Linked DNA regions of Mus musculus: regions 1 and 3 are each linked to region 2. The links are chromatin contacts, called in public Hi-C and promoter capture Hi-C maps. All regions are on one chromosome and are shown on one strand. The core of a region is the stretch at or near the end of the contact, and the rest is flanking DNA. Distances in the headings are between cores, read along the strand shown.

What was found. Promoter capture Hi-C pulls out the DNA fragments that hold promoters and counts their contacts. Hi-C and Micro-C count contacts between places; a contact is called where the count stands out from the background.
Region 1: a Hi-C map of CD4 T cells shows a contact between it and region 2, with 4 times the contacts expected there. The contact joins the promoter of Dph3 here to the promoter of Rps24 in region 2.
Region 3: a contact with region 2 is called in a promoter capture Hi-C map of pre-B cells, with 3 times the contacts expected there. The contact joins the promoter of Spcs1 here to the promoter of Rps24 in region 2. A contact is called at or near these places in 2 of 39 promoter capture datasets (cranial neural crest and pre-B cells) and 3 of 484 Hi-C or Micro-C datasets (CD4 T cells, memory CD8 T cells and natural killer cells).

The regions. Positions count from the first base shown.
Region 1 is chr14:32,083,952-32,087,595 of GRCm38.p6, reverse strand. Dph3 (diphthamine biosynthesis 3) reads left to right here and starts at 1,904. Exons shown (of 3, transcript NM_172254.4): 1 at 1,904-2,186; 2 at 2,615-2,689. The coding sequence starts at 2,079. Oxnad1 (oxidoreductase NAD-binding domain containing 1) reads right to left here and starts at 1,868. Exons shown (of 8, transcript NM_145460.2): 1 at 1,543-1,868.
Region 2 is chr14:24,489,413-24,493,151 of GRCm38.p6, reverse strand. Rps24 (ribosomal protein S24) reads right to left here and starts at 2,474. Exons shown (of 6, transcript NM_011297.3): 1 at 2,394-2,474; 2 at 1,337-1,402; 3 at 1,036-1,245. The coding sequence starts at 2,396.
Region 3 is chr14:30,999,501-31,002,930 of GRCm38.p6, reverse strand. Spcs1 (signal peptidase complex subunit 1 homolog (S. cerevisiae)) reads left to right here and starts at 1,265. Exons shown (of 4, transcript NM_026911.3): 1 at 1,265-1,726; 2 at 2,028-2,087; 3 at 2,167-2,253; 4 at 2,709-3,105. The coding sequence starts at 1,514. The coding sequence ends at 2,834. It overlaps Glt8d1 (glycosyltransferase 8 domain containing 1), which reads right to left and starts at 1,498. Exons shown (of 10, transcript NM_029626.2): 1 at 934-1,498.

The DNA of each region.
Region 1 (3,644 bases), core at 655-3,154, 7.6 Mb before region 2:
TTTTTGATGGGTCTGAACTGCTTTCTAAAACATCAGGTCCAGGGCTGGAGAGATGGCTTGGCAGTTAAGAGCACTGACTACACTTCTAGAGATCCTGAGTTCAATTCCCAGCAACCACATGGCCAGAAAAGGGTGGCCCGGAACTGGAGTTATAGACATAACTAACTTCAATATAGGTGCTAGGAATTTAACGTCGGTCTTCAGGAAGAGCAGCAGTGATATTAACTGATGAACCAGCTCTTCAGCCTTTTGTGTGTTTGCTTTTTAAATAAAAGACCTAAGAACTTATACACACTACGAGCCTCGTGTGGCCGGTAGCCTCCCCAATATGGAGCTCACCAACTTGTCGGCCCCTGCGCTCCAGAGATCCACCTGTTTCTGCCCCTGCTTGCATCAATGCTGGGGTTACAGATCGATATACTTGCCAGGCCATTCCCTACCAACAACTGCATCCATTTCTGCGCATTCAAGAATGGCTCATAAGAACTAAAGATCATCTGAACTAAAGACAGACACTTGGAAATCAGTTTTCTTCCTGTGTCCCAGAGGTTACCTGGGAAGTATTTATACCCATAAAGATAGAAGGCTTTCACTGCATTTCTCTTCTGCCCAGACAGGCTACAGCTAACCTGCAACAGGCTACAAAGATCTCCTAATTGCTATTTAGATCTTCAATTATGTTAAAAAAAAAAAAAAAAAAAGGAATGGAGATCTTTGAAACAACCTTCCATACACTTAAGTTCTGGGTTTTTTCCTCCCAAAGGCTTCTCTGCCCATAGGTTTTCACACTTCAAAAAGGCTTCAAAATATAGTGTCCTTTAAACATGCACAAAATTGGTAATTTATGCACACAACTGTACATACTTAAACACTGTTACAGAAATGTAAACTACATAAGTCATACATGACTGCTGAACTATTCATTCTCGTGCAAAAGAATGTTAGATTCCAAAGGATCTACTCTCAGAAGAGGATGTAAGAACCAAAGAATGTAATTTTCCAACCCCCAGAGCTCTTCAAGTCAAACTGGAATCCAGTTCTGCCATACTACTTTTCACTACACTGCACTCCTCCAGTGAGATGAGTAACTGCTTAGCACTACTCCAAAGTCCCTGGTTGTAACCGGAACAAGCCCAGCACGGCTCTCGGAACAACGTGCTTCTCAAAGAAGAGGCTGCACGCTGACGAAAATACCAGGAACACCATTCCTTTTACCGAGAACTAAAGTTCACATAAATAATTTGTTCCTGGGCTTTAGAGACAGCTAGGCTCATCGTTATGGCCTAGGTATGCAATCTTGGGCAAGATGCCCAGTCTCTAAATCTATGTTAAAGATGAATAAAATGGATTTTTGAACCTCAAGATCAAGTTTAACATATAGGTTGCCCACTAAAAACCCCAATAATTAAAAGCTACTGTGCCCACCACTGCAGTGAATATTTAAAATATGGCTAGAACTCGCCCCTGTCTTGCAGATCTTGGTTCTCTACAACACAACCGGGGTATCAGAAAGTGGCTGGGGTGAGAGAGGCAGTGATGTACCTGCAGGCAAGAACTCATAACAGGCCAAGAGTCACTCAGAGTTCAAGGTCGCCTGAAACGCAATTGCAGGAGCGCTGTGGGCCGAGAACTGGAGAGGACGCTGTGTGGCTCCCTGAGCCTCAATGATTCCCCCTTTCAAGAGGGCGTAGCCTCCGCCAATTCTTTTAATGTCCTCTGAAGTCAGCTATGGAGGACAAGACTCCACCTGCATAGAAAACTCGTTTATATCCCAAGCCCAAACTCCCCGGGCCCCGGACTGACGTAACCGCCATGAGAGGGAGCCCTTCACACTATTGGTCGCTGGCACCCAGTGGACGGAGAACTGCGCAACGCTGCTGCGCAGGAAGCACCATCTTTCCGGCGCTATCTCCATGGCGACCGCGACCGGGTCACCCTTTTGGCCGCGGCGGTAGAAGTTACGTCATCGCCTGTGCGTCCGGAAGTGACTGTTCCTGCGCCAGGGTGGACCGGGAAGACCGGGCCTTACCCTGCCTGGGCGCAGGTAGGCAAGCTGATGCGGTGCCGACCGGGTGACCATGGCGGTGTTTCACGACGAGGTGGAGATCGAGGACTTTCAATATGACGAGGACTCGGAGACATATTTCTACCCTTGCCCCTGTGGGGATAACTTTGCCATCACCAAGGTACTCTAAAGGGCCCGCCGGCGATCCCTCGAGCTTGCGCATTGTCGCTTCCGGTGTCCCTGGGAAGGCTCAGTTACCCACGTGTTCTTCCGAACCCCCGCCCCTAAAGTAGTAACCTAGGCTGTCTAGCATACAGGGTCGGGTTAAGGGCGCTGTTCTCCGTAGTCCCGCCCCTAAGTGTTTTTCTTTTTTTTCTATTTTTTTTTCCCCTGGGAGCTTCTTTGAAGAAGGGAACTTGATTTTGTACCCCAGGGTTTTGGAGGCGATCGAACCAATCTAATCTCCCTGTTTTTTTTTCCTAGATGACACTTGGGAGGAAAGTTCTTTGTGTTGTTACCCAACTAAAGACTTGCCCATAGACATAGGAGAGATTTATGGGAAGTTGACGAAAGGCTATGCTGACCATATGTTGTTTGATTGCGTTGTAGGAAGATTTGGAAAATGGAGAAGATGTGGCCACGTGTCCTAGCTGCTCACTCATTATAAAAGTGATTTATGACAAAGTAAGGGATATGTTAAAGGGGATGGGTGGTGTGAGCTAATGACAAGGGCCTAAAGGAGCCTGTCTGATAGAAAAGGGCGGAAGAGTGTTGGGTGTTGGTTTGTTTTTTGAGACAGGGACCTTAAGTAGCCCTGGCTATACTGGAACTCATGATGTGAACCAGGCTGGCCTTGAATTCACAGAGATCTGCCTTTTATGTAACTTATGATCACTTTGGAAAGGGCAATAAAGAAATTGCTTTGTAATGAAAATTGATGACTTAATCAGGAATGAAAAATTATGGTTATTTTAATTGATGTTCTTCCTTTTGACATTTCTCTTGTATTTAATATTTAGTTTGTTCAGAGCTCTAGGATATTTTTAGAAGATTGCATTTTATTGCTTGCCTAGCTTATGTACAGAATCTACCTTGTTTGAGATATAGTTCCTAGATGTAATGTTACAGTTCCATGTTCCTTTGTATCCATTAGGAATGGCAATAGAAAAGGGGTAAATATCTTTACTTCCCACCCAAAGCTCAGTTAGTGCTTTGGAGTCTAAGTACAGAATGTAACAGTCTAGAGGATAAATTCTAAAATGACTATAGGGTAAGTTGGACCAAAGCACAGAACTTTGTGGGAGAAGCAGGTGTTAATTTAGACAATAATAGAAATGTAATGATTCATTCTTATTTTAAAATGGTTTATGGAGCAAAGAACAATGGACAGACTAGGGACTGACTCCTTGGGAATCACACTGTAGAGGATGTGTAGTAACTGGGAAAGTTTTTGTGGTAGCTGGCATAAACCAGCATGAAAGATCAGAGTGTGAACTTCATTTACAAGTAGTTACTGTTGCAGGTATATGTTGGGAAACACACAAAGGCATTCTTTTTATTACTCATTTTGAAGAGGTTACATATTTGAATGACCAGATATTGATCTGAAATATAAAAACTTGATAGTTGTGATGTGTTT
Region 2 (3,739 bases), core at 1,225-3,724:
ACAAACAAACAAACAAAAAACCCAAAAACCCTGCCACAACACTGCTCAGCATCTTGTCTTTCAATTTCTATTTCTCCAGTGAAGGAAGGAACACTTTTACTAAGAACCCTACCACCCCACCCCCACCTCGGATCCTAACCCACTCATCTGTTCTTGGCATTCTAGACAGAATCTTCACAAGGCTCTCAGCAAGATTCCCAAAGCACCACTTTTTTTTAAGATACCTAGCCAGGTGTGGTGGCACATGCCTCTAATCCCAGAGCTGGGAGACAGGCAGGATAATCCCTGTGATTTGAAGCCAGCTAGGGCAACACCCTATCTCAAAAAAAAAAAAAAAAAAACTTCAGGAAGTCCTCATGTCCAACTGTTATAGTAGAGAATTCATCATACCAAGGAGTAAATGGACTAAAGAACTCATGAAACTGGGTAAAGTAACTCCCAGTTTGTGGCTAGCCTGTGCTAAAGGCCATGCCTCAAATAAACAACCCAATGAAACAAACAAGAAAATAACTCAGGGTGGGCAACCCATGCCTGTAATCTCACCACGCTGGAGACAGAGGAGGTCAGCCTGGGCGACAGTGAGAAGTCACCTAAAAGAATGAAATAAGCCAGCCAGGTGCATCCTGACCATCAACCAAGCTTGTTACCCATTTTGGACTACATGAAGTTTGTACATTTTTAAAGGTACCATGTGTGCATTGTATATTGTATATGGTAACTTTCCCATTAAATGATACCAACTTTTCCTAGGCATGGACGGCAGCACGGCTCATACAAAACAGTGAGGTATGGCAGTGCACACCTGCAATTCCACTACTTAGAAATAGAAAGCCCAGTAAAGACTGCTAAGTTCCAGTTCAGAAGGCCAGAGAAACTGCATGGAGATGGGCTAGTGGGTAGGTAGAACACCACAAGTTTGGCCCAAACTGCTTATTGTATCCCAATATACACTGGAAAACAAAATCTAACTTGCCATCCTAACTCAGTCCAGGCTGGGATTACAGGCATGTATCCATTAAAGAATAAGATACCTACTCTTGCCAGTCTGTGTTTAGGCTCATTCTTCTTTGCATAATCTAAAGAATCATAGATCATGCCAAAGCCAGTGGTCTTGCCACCACCGAAGTGGGTTCTGAATCCAAATACAAAGATGACATCTGGTGTGGTTTTGTACATTTTGGCCAGCTTTTCCCGAATTTCTGTCTTTGGTACTGTTGCCTTCCCAGGATGAAGGACATCAATGACCTATAAAGAGGTGTAAGAGTCAGTACTCCTTACAAGTTAACTACATCTTCAAAAGCAGACACAAAGACCACATTTTGACTCTGATCCTTACCATCTGTTTCCTCTGAAGCAGACGGTTGGTCATGAACTTCCTGGTCCGGATGGTTACTGTGTCATTCTGCAGGTAACACACAAGTCAGTAAGATGTTAAAAATCTCGTCTTGCCTTTGCTCTGGCCTTTCAGCAATTACTAGCAATGCAGTCTAGAAAGAGGCAGGAATTGGGGACAAGCTATAAAGGAAAGAAAAGGCAAAAAAGCCCCAAAGCAGGCGACAGCGCCTCATAAACTACCATAAAACAACTCATTTTCTCTCACGTCATCCAAACTTCACTTTAGATTATGGCTATCATTTGAAGTACTACTGATTTTGTGATCTCACATATTGATTTGAGAATCCCTGATCACCTGACACTGGACACCACCAGGACTCTCTACATGCTGCAACCAATGCCTCTAGTGCTTGGAGAGAGAAGTCTCAGTGGTTCCCAGCATCTCTCAGTGGCTACCCAGACACAGGACTTCGCCAACTTCTTCCCTAATTAGAGTAAGTACCGCAGTAGCTGGCATTCAGCGAGCTTAAACAGACACGAAAATTAGCAGAGATCAACTCAAATCGGCAGCTTGCACATGGCTGCTTGCCTTCCGAGCTCGACTCGAGGAATCGGGATTAAGTCACCTCGATAGCACCATGCACGAGTCAAAGAACAGCCCGCGCGTGGCGGAAGGCTCAGTCCTCCGCCTCAGAGAAGTGGACAAGGCCACTTTTTGGCGGTCCCCGAGGCACCCAAGTTCTGCTCCACCGCTCAGTCCGCTGGCCCAAGAGCCGGAGGCGCCTTCGTCACCTTGGCCCGCCAGCGCCCGCCTCACTCGTGCCCCTGAAGCTCCACAGGGGTTTCCATAGCCGAGGCCCGGGAGCCCAAAGCCCGGCGTGTTCCGGACGGCGGTGCCGGACAGCCGCGACTCGGCGACCCCGGGCGACCGGCCTCCGTGAGGCAGGCCGGAGCAGAGTAAGTGGGCCCCGGATGGCTGCAGCTCTAGTGGGGTCCCCGAACAGGCAGGGATGGCGCGGATAAGCGACGGATAGTGCTGAGAGCCCGAGGAGACTCACCATGATGGCTACGGCGCCGGAGCTGGAGAGGAGGAAAAGAGGACCGCTCACTGCCGACCAATCATATCAACGCGCAAGGAAGGACCCCAGCGCGGGGGCGTGGCTAAGGCCTTGGGGTAGACTACAGCAATGCCTGACCGAAAGTACTTGAAGCCACGCCTCGCTAGCCCTTAGCCACGCCCCAGACCTGGGCTCTGGCTGGCCTGAATTGGATCCACTCAAATTGATGTATGGTTACACAATCGCGTGTATATTTCCCATTCCCTTCTTTTCCGTCCTGCATTTGTATTTTGTTGTTTTCTGAAACAGGAGTTCACTATATAGCCCTGGCTGCCCTGAAACTATCGCTGTAGATCACGCTGACCTCGAATTCAAGAGAACGGCCTGCTTCTGCCTCCCAGGCACGTTGGATTTGAGAAATGTGCGCTACTTCACCCAGTAAAGTTCGCTTTCAATGTCATTTGTTTAAATCGGCGGTTCTCAGCCAAAGGGTCACGACCCTTTTGCAAGGGTTGCCCAAAACCATCAGGAAACAGATATTTACATTACAAGTCAAAATCACAGCAAATTAATTACAATTAAGTAATTACAATTAAGTAGCAACGAGAATAATTTTATTTTTTAAGTATTTATTTATTTATTTTTGGGTTTTTTGAGACAGGGTTTCTCTGTGCTGTCCTGGAACTCACTCTGTAGACCAGGCTGGCCTTGAACTCAGAAATCCGCCTGCCTTTGCCTCCCAAGTGCTGGGATTAAAGGCGTGCGCCACCACTGCCCGGCAGGAATAATTTTATAGTCAAGAGTTAACACAATATGAGGAACTGTAGTAAGAGGCCGCAGCGTTAGCAAGGCTAAGAACCACTAGTTTAAATCTTAGAGGCAGGTAGTTGGTTTAAATTGTTTCCACTAAGCAGGGCCTAAGAGGTAGAGGAAGGCAGATCTCTGAGTTTGAGGCCTACAAAGAGTTTTGGGTCAATCAGGGTTGCACAGTGAGACGCTGACTCAAGAATAAAATAAAGTGCCGGGCGGGCGTGGTGGCACATGCCTTTAATCCCAGCACTCGGGAGGCAGAGGCAGGTGGATTTCTGAGTTTGAGGCCAGCCTGGCCTACAAAGTGAGTTCCAGGACAGCCAGGACTACACAGAGAAACCCTGTCTCGAGAAACCAAAAAAAAAAAAAGAATAAAATAAAGTAAAACTTGTCTCCAAAAAAGTTCATCTTGAAGGCATTTAAGAAAGCCATTGGGGTCGGGGTGGGGTGGGGGCTTTGATCAGGGCGTAAAGTAAATAAATTAATTAATGAGAAAAAAAAGGCCTTTCAGTCAGCATCCCTGCTTTACACCAGGG
Region 3 (3,430 bases), core at 16-2,515, 6.5 Mb before region 2:
TCCGAAGTGTCAAGGGGGTCTGTACTTTTCTGAATGGTGTCAAAGCACAAGAACACTTGGACATTTTCACACACTTAACTGGCTATGCCCCACTTGTCTTTCACGATCAGGAAACGTCCCCAAAGCCCAGGTTACACTTTCCAGAGCTCTATCACATAGGTGCTTTCCCCCCGCAGCTAATTCAATAGTCACATTACTGGAGTGATGTGGACATCTTCCTTGACACACTCCAAGTTTCCAAGTTCTAAGTCACAACTGTGCTAATCAAAATTAACTAACTAACTAATGGGTTGGTAGCTCCATGGATGTGTAGATGCTGGCATCGGCTACTCACCTCCCAGTCTAGAGTGTCTAGCATCTCGCCATCTGTGCCTGACTGCATGCACAGCAGAGTCCACAGAGGCAGCGGGCCCCAGAGGATGGGATCCCCAGAATGGTCTGTCTGAATTCGGCACCCCATCTAGCTCAGTCATGAGGGAAGGGCTCACGCTTTGAAATACACAACCCTTGAAAGACAGGGTTAAGGGAACCCCTTGGCTGGTCTTTTTTTTTTTTTTTTTTTGGTTTTTCGAGACGGGTTTTCTCTGTATAGCCCTGGCTGTCCTGGAGCTCACTTTGTAGACCAGGCTGGCCTCGAACTCAGAAATCCACCTGCCTCTGCCTCCCGAGTGCTGGGATTAAAGGCGTGCGCCACCACGCCCGGCCCTTGGCTGGTCTTTACCAAGAGGGACTGGCCTGGGAATGAGCCATGGAAACCGGCAACCAAAAAGTTAGGCCGAATTTGGGACCCTCTACATAGGGGCACGGAAGCTCAATCCACGAGATGTGGGGCGACTTGGGCCTCGCAGCTCTTCTCCGAGGCAGTCTCCTTTCCCTGGAGAATGTGGCTTCGTTATCTTCCCTAACTCTAGAGATCATTAGTAGCCTCCTTACGCTTAGGAGTGATGGGGACGTGGTGAGGCGCTCCGGGGATCCCGCCACGCACTGACAGGTCAGGTTAGAGCCGCGTCAGACGAATCGTCGCCTTCCGAGGCTGGGCGCAGTCGCCCTTACCTGCGCTGGGAGGAGTGGCCGCCGCCCACGCCCCAGCCCGCCCCGCCAGCTCAGCGCTCGCTCCGCAGGCCCCAGGCCCCGGCCCACCGCCGGGCCGTCCGCGTCCGCTGCTCTCTGGCCGTGGCCCACTGGCCGGCGAGCTCTGCAGCAGCCACGTAGGGCCACAACCCCTAGTTTGACTGTGCCTCCCTCTGCCAGAAAGCCAGGCGCAGCAGGCGCCACGGGGCAGCCCCGTCGCCCGGGTCCTCCCCGAGTAAAGGCCGTCGCTATGGAGACGTGGAGCGCGCCGGCGGCCGTTAAACTGGGGAGGCGCAGCCCGCAAGTGATTCCTGCCGCAATTACAGCTCCGGGCGGCCAGGAGCGCTGACCGGTGCACGATGCTCCGGCCAGGTCGCTGCCCCAGCCCTCGTGAGCAGTGTACAGGGTTCTAGGAAAGCTAAGAGACGTACCTCCCTTGTCGATGGCGCGGGGCGGGGCCAGGGGTTGTCCGTGCCCCTCGGAGACATCCGCTTCCGGGGCCACGGCCGAAGTGAAACGCTCGGCTGGTCGGCCTTGCTCTCGATATCGACCCCCGCAAACTTTACTCCTTAATAATCGGCTACGTCCGTTTCGTTGTCGGTATCGGTCTTCAGCAACCATGCTGGAACACCTGAGTTCGCTGCCCACCCAGATGGTGAGGGCGCGCGTCCCCGATCCCCCGCACTTCTCTTTGGAGCCTAGCGACTTCTAAGCCCCTCACCCTCACCGGAGCCACTCCTAAGATTGGCTTCACTTTCCCTTCTCTTCCCCAGAATAGATCCCCTTTCCCGTGGTCTGTTAAGATGCCCAAGTTTCCCTGGGAAATTACATGTTTGCTTCCTTACTCTCGGGCCCTCCTGGTGTTGAATGCTGCCTTATGCCAACGCTGAGTTCCCTACGAGAATTGCAGTCCTTTGGCAGTAGGACCAACTCGTCCTCTTCTTTTTCGTCCCTAGGATTACAAGGGGCAGAAACTAGCTGAACAGATGTTTCAGGGGATCATTCTTTTTTCTGCAGTAAGTATTGCATTACTTTTAATTCTTAACCCCGCCTCTCTTGGTTTGAGTGCATTTTATATACTTTGTTTCTTTTCAGATAGTTGGGTTTATCTACGGGTACGTGGCTGAACAGTTTGGGTGGACTGTCTACATAGTTATGGCCGGATTTGCTTTCTCCTGTTTGGTAAGCTATTTGTGGTATTTGCGTATTAGCAGTAGCGTAAGTTTTCTGACTCAGGAGACTTGGTTGGACCTACCAGTGAGAACCAGAATCACCTCTTTGTTCGTCTTTCCCATTAATGTTTCTGTTCTCTATTATTTGAAAAGTAGAATGTTAAGTTGTGTCCGATGGCCTGCGCTACATAAAGGTGTAGAGCTTTCTAATTGTCTTTTGCATCTCCTCTAGGCAGTAAAATGAATATGCCAGGGGCTTCGCTTTGCTCACGCAGCCTTCATATTTCTTTTAGTTCTTAAAACTTGTATGTGTAAACACTTAAGGCTTGTTCTCACTCCCTGACATATTTTGTCTCATTAGTTTGTTAATCTTTAGCATGGTGGTTATTTGGGGATCAGACATACTAAATGATCATTTAGACCTTGAATGGAAATAAATGCTACCTTTTCTCTGTTCTGATCTAGCTGACACTTCCTCCATGGCCTATCTACCGCCGCCATCCCCTAAAGTGGTTACCTGTTCAAGACTTAGGCACAGAAGACAAGAAATCAGGGGACAGAAAAATTAAGAGGCATGCTAAAAATAACTGATTGGGACTTTCATGATTCAGCACCTGCTTTTGTTTCCTGTGAGATGAGCTGAATTGCTTTCATAAGCAAAACATGAGCTTAAACCGCCTATGTTCTTATAGCACAGCTGTGTCGAGATCTAATTGTCATGGCTTCATTTCTAATCCAAATGTATTTTAAGTTATGACTATTTTATACCATCTCTTCATAAGCTTGTTATGGAGAACAGGAGATACAAGTATGCAATGCTTCTTTCCCGTGTGTATAATGAATAAACACTTCATAACTTGTACTACATTTGTTTTCTTTTTGCAGTGGGTTCTCACTATGTAGACTATGCTGTCTCCAAGTTCAAAATCCTGCCCTACCTTCCCAAAGTGCTGGGAATACAGGCATATGCTACCACGCCTGGCATATGGAAAGCCCTAATTTATTTATTTATTCATTTAAAGATTTATTTATTATTACACATAAGTACACTGTATGACTGTAGCTGTCTTCAGACATGCCAGAAGAGGATGTCAGATCCCATTAGGGGTGGTTGTGAGCCACCATTTGGTTGCTGGGATTTAAACTCAGAAGAGCAGTCAGTGCTCTTATCCACTGAGCCATCTCCC